Regions from separate parts of the Sus scrofa genome. Here region 1 is linked to region 2. The links are chromatin contacts, called in public HiChIP or PLAC-seq maps. All regions are on one chromosome and are shown on one strand. The core of a region is the stretch at or near the end of the contact, and the rest is flanking DNA. Distances in the headings are between cores, read along the strand shown. Region 1 overlaps LOC110256537 (a long non-coding RNA gene). Region 2 overlaps LOC106505551 (a long non-coding RNA gene).

Evidence for each region. HiChIP or PLAC-seq counts read pairs in DNA pulled down with a chosen protein or histone mark.
Region 1: an H3K27ac HiChIP or PLAC-seq map of alveolar macrophages shows a contact between it and region 2. The contact joins two enhancer-like sites. A contact is called at or near these places in 2 of 2 datasets of contacts at active chromatin or transcription factors (alveolar macrophages and skeletal muscle).

Annotation. Positions count from the first base shown.
Region 1 is chr13:10,541,642-10,547,550 of Sscrofa11.1, forward strand. LOC110256537 (a long non-coding RNA gene) reads right to left here. Exons shown (of 4, transcript XR_002338165.1): 3 at 3,597-3,711; 4 at 710-845. Among named protein-coding and RNA genes, the nearest start is that of NKIRAS1, 170 kb to the right of the region's middle. Within about 2 kb of position 1,595, at least 1 of the 83 cell types and tissues checked has an H3K27ac peak or open chromatin away from gene starts, as enhancers often do. A contact at or near this core is called in alveolar macrophages, where this site is marked.
Region 2 is chr13:9,867,988-9,873,667 of Sscrofa11.1, forward strand. All of the region lies in intron 2 of LOC106505551 (a long non-coding RNA gene), which reads left to right. Among named protein-coding and RNA genes, the nearest start is that of UBE2E2, 130 kb to the right of the region's middle. Within about 2 kb of position 1,919, at least 2 of the 83 cell types and tissues checked have an H3K27ac peak or open chromatin away from gene starts, as enhancers often do. A contact at or near this core is called in alveolar macrophages, where this site is marked.

The DNA.
Region 1 (5,909 bases), core at 345-2,844, 670 kb after region 2:
TTGGCATGTAGAAGGTCCTGGGACAGGGATCGAACCCATGCCACAGCAGTGACAATGCCAGATCCTTAAGCCACTGAGCCACCAGGGAACTGCAACATTTTCTTGATAAGATCCCAACTCTCAGTAGCCACCTAGCTCATAGAGAACAGTGTATGTAGAAACCCCAGATAATCTTTTTTTTTTTCTTCTTTTTAAGGCTGCATTTGTGGCACATGGAAATTCCTAGGCTAGGGGTCAAACTGGAGCTACAGCTGCCAGCCTACACCACAGCCACAGCAATGCTGGATCCAAGCCATGTCTGTGACCTCAGCTACAGCTTGTGGCAACGCCAGATCCGTAACCCACTGAGCAGGGCCAGGGTTTGAACCCACATCCTCATGGATACTAGTTGGGTTCATTACTGATGAGCCATGACAGAAATCCAGGTTTGATCAGTCATTGGAAATGACATTTAAACTCTTCCAGAAAATGTTTCCCTGCTTGCCTCCCTCCCCATTTCCCCCCTCCCTCCTTCCTTCTCTTTCCTCCCTACCTTCTTCTCCCCTTCCTTCTCTCCCTCTTCCATCCTCCCTCCTGAGAAGAACTGTTGAGCATTTCTCTTTTTTATTGGGACCTGGCCAGGGACTGAATCCATGCCGTAGCAGTGACCTGAGCCACAGCAGTGACAACACCAGATCCCTAAACTGCTGAGCTACCAGGGAACTCCAAACATTTCGTGAATGCCAGTCTCCACATTGATTTTACACTGGAATGCCAGGGGACTGAAAGTGGCTGTGGAATTGCCAGTATTTCTGCCAAGTCCAAGTTCCTGCCAAGTAATAGAGCTCTGGGCTCAAAGTAAATTCCTAGAGGAAAAGACCAGCCAAAGGTGGCACCATTTGTCTTTGTTGGGAACTATTATTAATGTTAAACTATTACCATTTTTAAACACCTAGAATGTTTGTATTTTCCCCATTTGAAATTGTGACCTTGTCTCTTTCTATATGGTCCTTGGAGAATGAGCGACATGGAACTGCTTTCTCAATAGGTATTTTCTTAAAAACAAAGCTCATTATATATGAGTGAGAACTTTAACTGTACGTTTCTTTAGAGGACATGCATTGAAGGGTCTTAAACCTATGCAAGTTAGAAAGTGAAGAACTGGAAATTCCCATTGTGGCTAAACAGGTTAAGAACCTGATTAGTATCCATGAGGATTCAGGTTCAATCCCTGACCTCGCTCAGTGGGTTAAGAATCCCACACTGCCACAAGCTGCAGCTTAGGTTGTAGATGTGGCTTGGATCTGGTGTTGGTGTGGCTGTGGTGTAGGCTGGTAGCTGCAACTCTAATTTGACCCTAAGCCTGGGAACTTCCATATGCTGCAGGTGCAGCCATAAAAAAAATAATATAAAATAAAATAAACACATGGTTAGGGCTCAGTCAATGGTTTTCGCAGATTAGCCCATGTAAGTGCAGGTTTAATAGCTGAATATGGTTGTCACTTCTCATGGGCAATTTTTGCTTTCACATTTTTATAAGACTCTCTAATGCATTAACTCAGAAAAGGAAGCCCTGTGGGAATTTCCCACATTGTGGCAGATCAGTGAGGAAAGACCTGCCTGAGACATCAGGACCTTCAGGGAGTTTATTCAATTACTCCACCAAGATATTTTTTCTGGTAGTTTAAAGAAGAGCCACCCTGAATCCAGGGCTATAGTTGTCACCCAAGAATTCCTGTCTTCTCTACTTCTGTTGGCAATGTCACTTGTGCTGTCCTTAGAGCTGATGGTGGCCTGGGGCACAATCTTTGCTTTTTTAAGGCTGCACCTGCAATGTATGGAAGTTCCCAGGCTAAGGGTTGAAACAGGCCTGCAGCTGCTGGCCTATGCCACAGCCACAGCACTGCAGAATCCGAGCCACATCTGTGACCACACTGAGCAGGCTGTGGCAATGTCAGATCCTTAACCCACTGACTGAGGCCAGGGATCAAACCTGAATCCTCAGGGACACTATGTCAGGTTCTTAAACTGCTGAGCCACAATGGGAAAAACCCATTATTACTATTTTTTATATCAAACTAGTTTTTTTTGACTGAGCCACCAGGGAACTCCCCCTGAGTCATTAATAGCACTTCCTTTTTCATTTTTAAAATTATCCCAGTTTGGATGATAAGTGGTAAAGTGACCTTAATCAGAGTAATGTTATATGAATAAGGACAATAAGTAAAAAAGGGGAAAATGATGAACCATACTAATTTCTAGACTCCAAGATGCTTAGATTGCATCAATTTTAAGATAAACCACTGTGTCATGTCCCATTAAGAAAGACAACACCCACTGTATGTGAGGTTGCTATAACCAAGTGCCCCAGACTGGGTGGCTTAAACAATAGAGAGTTTACTGTCTCACAGTCCTGAGGCTAGAAATTCAAGATCAAGGTGTCGGCTGGGTTGGTTATTTTGGAGGCCTCTCTCCTTGGTTGTGGACGGCTGTCTTCCTGTGTCCTCACAAGCTCTGGCGTTCCTGTGTGTCTCTGCCCTAATTTCCCCTTCTTATAAGGACACCAGTCATACTGGAGTAGGGCTCACCCTGAAGACCATATTTTAATTTCTTTTACTTCTTTTTTTGCTTTTTAGGGCCGTACTCCTGCAACATGGAGGGTCCCAGGCTAGGGGGTCAAATCAGAGCTGTAGCTGCCGGCCTACGCTACAGCCACAGCAATCCAGGATCCAAGCTGTGTCTGCAACCTACACCACACCTCACGGCAATGCCGGGTCCTTAACCCACTGAGCGAGGCCAGGGATCAAACCTTCATCCTCTTGGATGCTAGTCAGATTTGTTAACCAGCTGAGTCACAGTGGGAACTCCAAACTTGGTTACTTCTTTAAAGACCTTATCTACAAATACAGACACATCTTTTAAATTTAAGTATAGTTGATTTACAACATCAAGTTAATTTCCTCTATACCGCAAAGTGATTCAGTTGTACATATATATATTCCTTTTTATATTCTTTTCCTTTATGAATTATCACAGGATAGTAAATATAGTTCCCTGTACTATCCAGTAGGACCCTGTCATTTATCCATCCTTTATAAACTAGTTTGCATCTGCTAACCCCACACTCCCAATTCTTCCCTCCCCTTTGACCCTCCCCCTTGCCCCTCCCCCTTGGCAAGGTAAATACAGACACATTCAGAGGTACTGAGGGTTAGGGCTCCAACTTCATACTTGTGTGGGATGTACTTCAGCTTATACCATGCACCAGTTAAACTCTGGCATGCTACGGGTTACTGGATATATCATAACCTCAGAGATATTAAAATGTAGACAGCAGAAGGAAGTTCCCTTTGTGGCTCTGAACTAGTATCCATGAGGATGCAGGTTCAACCCCTGGCCTCACTCAGTGGGTTAAGACTCCATCATTGCCACAAGCTGCGGTATAGGTGGCACACACGGCTTGGATCCAGCACTGCTGTGGCTGTGGTGTAGGCCGGCAGCTGTAGCTCCGATTCGACCCCTAGCCTGGGAATTTCCATATGCTGCAGGTTTGGCCCTAAAAAAAAAAAAAACAAAACAGTAGTGTACATCAGAACCACAGTACACATCAGAATTACATGGTTTGAGAAGGGACCACAAGCTTCTCTGTGCGCTTTGGTGATGGTGAGCATGGAAATGCATACGCCTCTTCCTCTGAATCCATCACTTTCCCCCTTTCAGCTCTCGGAAGACCTGGGTGAGGAAGGGAGAACAATCAGATTGTGATCTTGATTGCTTCCCCTCCCTGGTGCCTCATTTCCTGCCAATTCTTCTTTTGTAACAGGGCGCCCAGGACTGCCCCTTCCTTTTCCCCTACCCACACCCACACCAGCCCTTCACGCGTACCTGGACGGGTTCCACAGCTTCTGAACCGGTCTTCCTTCCCACAGCCACCCCCCAGCTACCTCCTAATTCACCCGGACACGGGCATTGATGGGCAGGATGACTCTCAAAACCTCGGCTCTGGTCATGCCACGCCCTAGATAGAAAGCCTCAGCTGGCCCTTGACTCTTTTTTTTTTTTTTTTTGGTCTTTTTAGGGCTGCATCCAAGGCATATGGAAGTTCCCAGGCTATGTGTCAAACTGGAGCTGCAATGGCCAGCCTACACCACAGCCACAGCAATGCCAGATCCTTAACCCCCTGAGAGAGGCCAAGGATCGAACCCACATCCTCATGTATACTAGTCAGGTTTGTTACCTCTGAGCCACAACAGGAACTTCCTGGCCCTTGACTCTTGAAGACTAAAACCAAATGCGTCTTAGCCTAGTTTTTAGGTCCACCTGGGCCCCACCCCCACCCCATCCTCCACCAGCAGCCTCACAATGGGGCCTTTGCTCCTGCTCTGGGCCTGTCTGAATGCACCATGTAATTATCACACGTAGTTATTTACATCTGACTCTCCAACGAATAGCCACCCAAACTCTCAGACTGCAATGTGCTCCATTAACCACACTGGCTGAGAAAGGGCTTGTTTCTCCTTGGCTCTTGCAGAAAGAATGAAAAGTATTTCCCCACCCACTACTGTCTCCCTCCCCCAGAGAAGGTAACCGGCCTTTGTGCCTGGAGGACTTCCCTGAGCCCCCAGGAGAGTTAACAGCCTTTTTTGTGTGTTTTCTGTGGGAAAAAGGGAAGCGGCCTGGTGGGATGGCCTCCCCTTTTGTTGTCTGAAGTCTGGACCACAAGTTAAAATTGGGGGTCTGGGATATTCTTTACTTGGTCTTGAAGCATTTGATGTGAATTTGCAATAGTCACTGCAACTTTCAAAAAGTGAGAGATTTCTGGTGCAAATCTAAATGCCTAGGTTCTCTTGGAAAACGTAAAGATTTAGCCTCTCTGGGCTTCTCTCTTTACATGGCAAAAACTGACCAGATGCAAGTCACACTGATCCCCTTTAGACAGGTCCCACCACAATCCCCACCATTCCCTAAGGTCTTTACTGTAAGCAGGTAGGGTAGGGGCCTCCATGGTATACGGAGTTCCCAGGCCAGGGATCAGATTCCAGCCACACCGGCAGCAACGCTGGATCCTTAACCCACTGTGCCGGGCCGGGACTGAACCTGCATCCCAGAGCTCCCAAGATACCACTGATCCCATTGCACCACAGCAGGAACTCCAGGAATGCCTTTCATGACGTAAGCCATTTTGTCATCTAAGCAAGGCCACAATGCTGGTCCTGAACTAGGTCTCAGTAATTAATGATCTTAAGGGAACAAAGGAATGCAGAACAGACGAAAGGCAGTCAGACAAGAGAGCAGTGATAAAGCAGAGTCCTAGTTCCTCCTCAGGGGATATACATCAATAATACATCTTTGAGGGAGTTCCCTGGTGGCTCAGCCAGTTAAGGATCCTGTGTCGTCACTGCTGTGGCAGGGGTTCGATCCCTGGCCTGGGAACGTCCCCAAGCCATGGGTGTGACCAAAACAAACAACAACAACAAATACATTTTTGAGTTCTGTAAGAGCTGAGGCCCCCACCCAGGTGGAGGACTGAATGATAATGCTGACCCTCCTGACATCAATCAACTAACTAGAGCTTAGACTCTGTCGACCTTGGCCCCAATTCTATGCTGAATTCTCCCCTGCTCAAGCCCCCTCCTGAATATGAATGTACCCTTCCCCAAGTCTGCTATTCCGGGAGCCACTGCCTTGGGAAAGATTCCCCAGTGTTCTTGTACTTGCTGCAGTAATAAATAAATCCTTCCTTCTCCTGCTCTTGGGGTGGTCGTGTCTTTCGGCTGGACACCCACCAAGAGGCAAACCCAGTTTTGGGGTAACAATACCACTCATATCATTCATGTATGTACCCACCAGTCCTTATGTGCATCTGAGTTTTCAACCCCAGCTTAGGCCTGCCGAGGACATTCGTCTGCAGTATTTAAGGGAAAGGAGGT
Region 2 (5,680 bases), core at 669-3,168:
TCTGTGGTAAAATAATATTATATGTGTGAAAAGCCCAAGGAGAAATGTTAGATACAGAGAGGGAGAAGTTTTTAAAAAGAATTGTTGAGATATTTTCCAAGTCCATCTTCAAGAAAGGATCTCACATGACTTTATATGGGGTCTACTGTGACAAACCACAAAATGTACGAATGAGAACACTATTCGAGACAACAGGTAATCAACCAAAGATACATGGATGGTGTTTTCATCCAGGTAAATGTTACACCCGTCATGCATTTTCTCGACACAAGTATCATCTCTTTGCAATGTCTATCATGGGCACTGGAAGAGTCAAAATTAGGATGAGACAAGTGAGGCACCTAAGGTAAAAATTGAGGAGGCGTTTGCACAAACCTGAAAATGGGTGCCTCCTGAAATTTTGTGCTTTGAGCACCTGCCAACCACACCCTCCGTACAAAAGTATGGCATATGTGTTGTAATCTATCTTCTTGATTCTAGAACCATATAACAATTTTTCCCTTAACAGATTTTTAGAGAAAATTCTCAAACATCAGTAAGCAATTATAGAGATTGGACGTTATCTTCAGGAAATCTGGCTTTCAAGTTTCCATTAGCAATGCATCAAATTACATCTAATTAAATCCTTTGATGACATAAGTAGAATCTCTGTACCATTTGTTCTGTATTTTTAAACCTAAAATAACCTTTAAACAAAATGTTACCCGATGCTTTCTCATTCTAGAGAAGAACCAGAAACCCTTGCAAATAAGCTAGCTCCCTGTACGCCTCTGGTGTGCATCACTCGGAGTGGTAAAAAGGAATGAGAAGAAAAGAATTCTCACTGAGAAAGAAAGATGGGATGACCACAGTCCATGATGGCTTCCCTCAGCTCTTCTCAGTACTGGGCACTGAGGTTTTCCATCTACAGCCCACGTTCCACCAAGTCAGGGCTCCCTCGCTTGTTGTTTAGGGCTGGTGGAGCAAACAGTGCCCCAGCAGCACCCATGGGCATCACCTAAGAGTTTGTTAGATATGCAAAAATCTCAGGTCCCACTCCAGCCCTGCTACGTCAGTACCTATATTTTCACAAGATCCCCGAGTGATGTGTAGACATGTCCAGGGTGAGAGGCATCTTGGCATTTGCAAGAGTGGGAGCTTTTCCAGGGCTGAGCTGAAGGAGCGGGAAGGAGGGGACAACTGGGGCTGGAGGTGAGGAGGAGGGGCCACTGGCTGGGAGCTTCAGCCACAGAGGAACACGGGCTAAGATGGAGGGTCAGGGCTATAAATATCCCCACTTCCAGAGTACCTGGTACCTCTTCTAAGAGGTGGCTCAGCAGTAAAGAACCTGACTAGTATCCATGAGGAAGCTGGTTTGATCCCTTGCCTCACTCAGTGGCTTAGGGATCCAGCGTTGCTGCAATCAGTACTGTGGGTTACTGATGTGGCTTGGATCCCAAGTTGCTGTGGCTATAGCGTAGTCTGGCAGCACTGCAGCTCCAATTTGAACACTAGCCTGGGAACTTCCATATGCCACAGGTGGGGCCCTAAAAAAAGACCCAAAAAAATATCCCCACTTCCTTCTCTGCCACTTTTCAGTCTCCTACCACTGCCTCCCATTAACCGAAACCAACTGGAAACAAAAAGACCAGGGAGCCGAGGTGACTTGGTCCATGGCAATCAGCTTTCCAGGGCACAGCACTGCAGGGAAAGATGGAGAAGAGATCTTGGGCAGCAGGAAAGAGAACAGCCAGCACAGGGAGCAAGTTCCAGTGCCTAAGGATATTGAAAAAGACGTCAACTTGGATTTTTTTTTCTTTCCTTTTTTTTTTTTTTTTTTTTTTTTTTTTGCCTTTTTAGGGCCGCACCCAAGGCATAAGGAAGTTCCAGGCTAGGTCAAATCAGAGCTGCAACTTCCAGCCTAGGCCACAGCCACAGCAACACCAGATCCAAGCCAGATCTATGACCTACACCACAGCTCAAGGCAATACTGGATCCTTAACCCACTGAGCGAGGCCAGGGATCCCAGGAATCGAACCTGCTGGATTCATTACTACTGAGCCACAATGTAGGGAGAGAAGAGGTTGCTTCCCCTCCCCAAACAAGGTAGAGATCTCTAATGAAGCGCCAAAAGAATTACTTATAAAGAACAGGTATTACAGCAAGAAGTAGAGATGGGCATTTTATTCCCTCTCTGGATGTCTGACCGGCCAGCAGCTCTAAGTCCATGCTCTCTACAAAAGAGAAGGGACTTGGAGAGAGATGGCAAGTGGGGGATGGGAGGAGTACCAGGTAGAAAGAAAGTCAGGTCTGTCCCCAGCCCCCTCAGGTGCTTGATTTCAGACAGACATGGAAGATGAGATAAACCCACTGTCTGCCAGCCTCAGAGATGATTTTTGCCAAGTAGAGGCAGAAAAACTTTTCTTAGAACAGTCACAGTCAGGTATTTTAAGAGGCAAAGGTGTGTCTTATCAAAGAATGAGAATGGACACCATCCTTGGTTGGGAGAGGTACGCCAACATGACCAAGGGCTACAAAAGCCCCCACTGCTGAGTGGAAGCCAGCCACTCTTGCAAGAGGCGAATTGAGACTTTCACCACCACTGAGCTCAGAAAGGCTAGAAACAGCAGATCCCGCCTAGGAAGGAAGGTTATGAGTCAGTTCCCCATGCCCATGCCCATGCAAACCCAGCAGCTGGAGTCACACATAGATCTGGGCTTCACTAGAGTTGGGGAGGAGACCTTCTCTCAACTGCATTTGAGATTGACGTATTCAAATAAACATAATCATCAATATTGAAATGAAACCTTCTAACTGAAGATCACAAGAAAGTTATGGAAAGGCGCTGGGGTATTAAGGAACCGACTCAGCACCTAATCAAAAATGGAAGTTTCAAATATCACAGTCACAGGAAAATCTACTCAATGGTTTGTAATAATCTATATAGGAAAAAAAGAATGGATATATTCAGTGTATGACTGATTCACTTCGCTGTACACCTGAAACGAATATAGCATTGTAAGTCAGCTATAGTCCAATAAAATTAAATATAAAAAATATAGTCATTTTTTAAAATGAAATCATTTCATATTTATGTTCCAACTAATTATCTCCTCAATAATTATCTTTATATTTAAAAAGTTAAATATAGGTGTTCTCTAGTGGCTCAGCAGGTTAAGGATCCAGTGTTGTCACTGCTGTGGCATGAGTTCAATCCCTGGCCTGGGAACTTCTGCATGCCATGGGCATGGCCAAAAATAAGTAAATAAATAAATAAATAATAAAAATAAAAGGTTAAATAAATAGACTTATGCATATAAAAAGAACTGGAAAGCTATTTATCAGCTTGGTAATGGAAGAGAGATTATGGCAAGTGACAAGCCTGAAAGATAAATTCTTTGGAGTTTGAAACATAATAAGCATGTATTTACATTTTATTTATGGAATTATCATAAGGAGAAAATGAAAATCTTTCTTGCACATTCTCTCTGCGGCACTGTGAGCCCTTCTAAAGGTGAATAACATGCTGTGAGGGTGGGAGGGGATCATACCTGCAAAGCTTTTCTTCTAAGTCCTGGCAGAAAAGATGCTCAATTCGTCTTCTCATCTTGGCTCTCTCATTACACTTTCATCACTAGCATCTTACATGAAATGCTGTGGTCCAAATGTCATTTTATGTTTAACAATGAGAAACATTAGCATAAATACTGCAAATCCAGCTATTATCTTCATTTTCATTCCCATTCGAAGGCTCGGTATTAAATATTTTCTTCATAAATGAAGAGCATCTTGTCAGTGTTTTCAGTAGAGGTGTATTTATTCAATTCTTCCTAGGTTCCTTTTGCAGTCTAAAAATAAATGTGTTTTTCTGCTTACCATGAACACAGCTGTGACTCAAATTTTTCCTTCATCCTTGTGGTTCTGACATGCCTTTTCCTGGATCAGTCTCTCCCGTGGAGCACTTTTAGCGAGACTCCCAGAAAAGCACCACATGCGTGATTCCAAACGTGCAGAATGTCCCAGAAAACCTCAGCGACGTCTCCCCGTGTTCCTGCCTCCATTGCCTCGTGAGTTTTATCGTGTGCCCTTTCCTGGCTCACACCCATCTAGCTCTTTCCCTGCCGAGCTGGCAAAGCCGCTTAGGCAACTAACCCCTAGCGGTCCACTCTTCATCCATTCTAGAAGCATTTACAAGGGCTTCCTCTGTGTCAGGTCTATATGGGGGCTGGAGGATAACAATGGATAAAATATGCTCATCCCTGGTGCTCACACACCAAGGCCATGACGTTCCCATGGCTTATCAGTCAAGAACCGTATTCCAAGATTAACATGAATACCGTCCCTGCGACGCTTTGTACTTTTCAATTGTGATTATCATGATGAGCTTTACGGTTAACACTATACTAGTTGGTTGGGCGACACACGCGCGCGCGCGCACACGCGCGCACACACTCACACACACAAAGCTCCACTTCATTTTCTTTCACATTTTCTGCCTGTGATAACCTCCTCTCTGGGTCATAAAATGTTAACAGAGTAATCTTAATTTTATGAGCAGTGAAAGCTGTTAACAGTAACTTTAAGAGTGTTTACTTAACATAACAACCAGATTGAACATGACTTGATCCAGTGGCGATACATCACAACCCTTAAAATGCTGTCACAATCACGACTATTTTGTTGAATGGGCTTAAATCAGCTATGCAAGTGAACTTCTCTGGCATAATTCACATGAGCCACAAATGAAACTAGAGGTTTACTCTTCTATCACTATTCTGCCTGTAACTCTGAACTCCCTGGAAGGACTTTTGTTGGAAATACCTGATTTACTGTGATTGTCCCAGCTCTCTGCTTACTTGTGCTTTTTTTTTTTTTTTTTTTTTTTTTCCCCACTGTACAGCAAGGGGGTCAGGTTATCCTTACATGTATACATTACAATTACATTTTTCCCCCACCCTTTCTTCTGTTGCAACATGAGTATCTAGACATAGTTCTCAATGCTATTCAGCAGGATCTCCTTGTAAATCTATTCTAAGTTGTGTCTGATAAGCCCAAGCTCCCAATCCCTCCCACTCCCTCCCCCTCCCATCAGGCAGCCACAAGTCTCTTCTCCAAGTCCATGATTTTCTTTTCTGAGGAGATGTTCATTTGTGCTGGATATTAGATTCCAGTTATAAGTGATATCATATGGTATTTGTCTTTGTCTTTCTGGCTCATTTCACTCAGTATGAGATTCTCTAGTTCCATCCATGTTGCTACAAATGGCATTATGTCATTCTTTTTTATGGCTGAGTAGTATTCCATTGTGTATATATACCACATCTTCCGAATCCAATCATCTGTCGATGGACTACTTGTGCTTTTGAATAAAGTTCATACTAACGTAGCCTTTCAGATACAAGCACGTCTTTAATTAACTTGTCATTAATTCCACTCATCAAAATAAAGCTTTTGAGAGAATTGTTTCTCAACATTGAGTTTACATTGTTTATTTGAGAAGAAAAGAAACACGGAGTTTCCTGGTGGCTCAGCAGGTTAAGGTTAACCACTGCTGTGGCACATGTTGGGTCCCTAGCTCAGGAACTTCTGCATGCCTCAGAAAAACAGCCAAAAGAAAGAGACAGAAGAAAGAAACAAAAATTCAAAGAAAATAGAATGTACAGGCTTTGAAAGAAGGGAAATTAGTAAACCCATGGCCTGT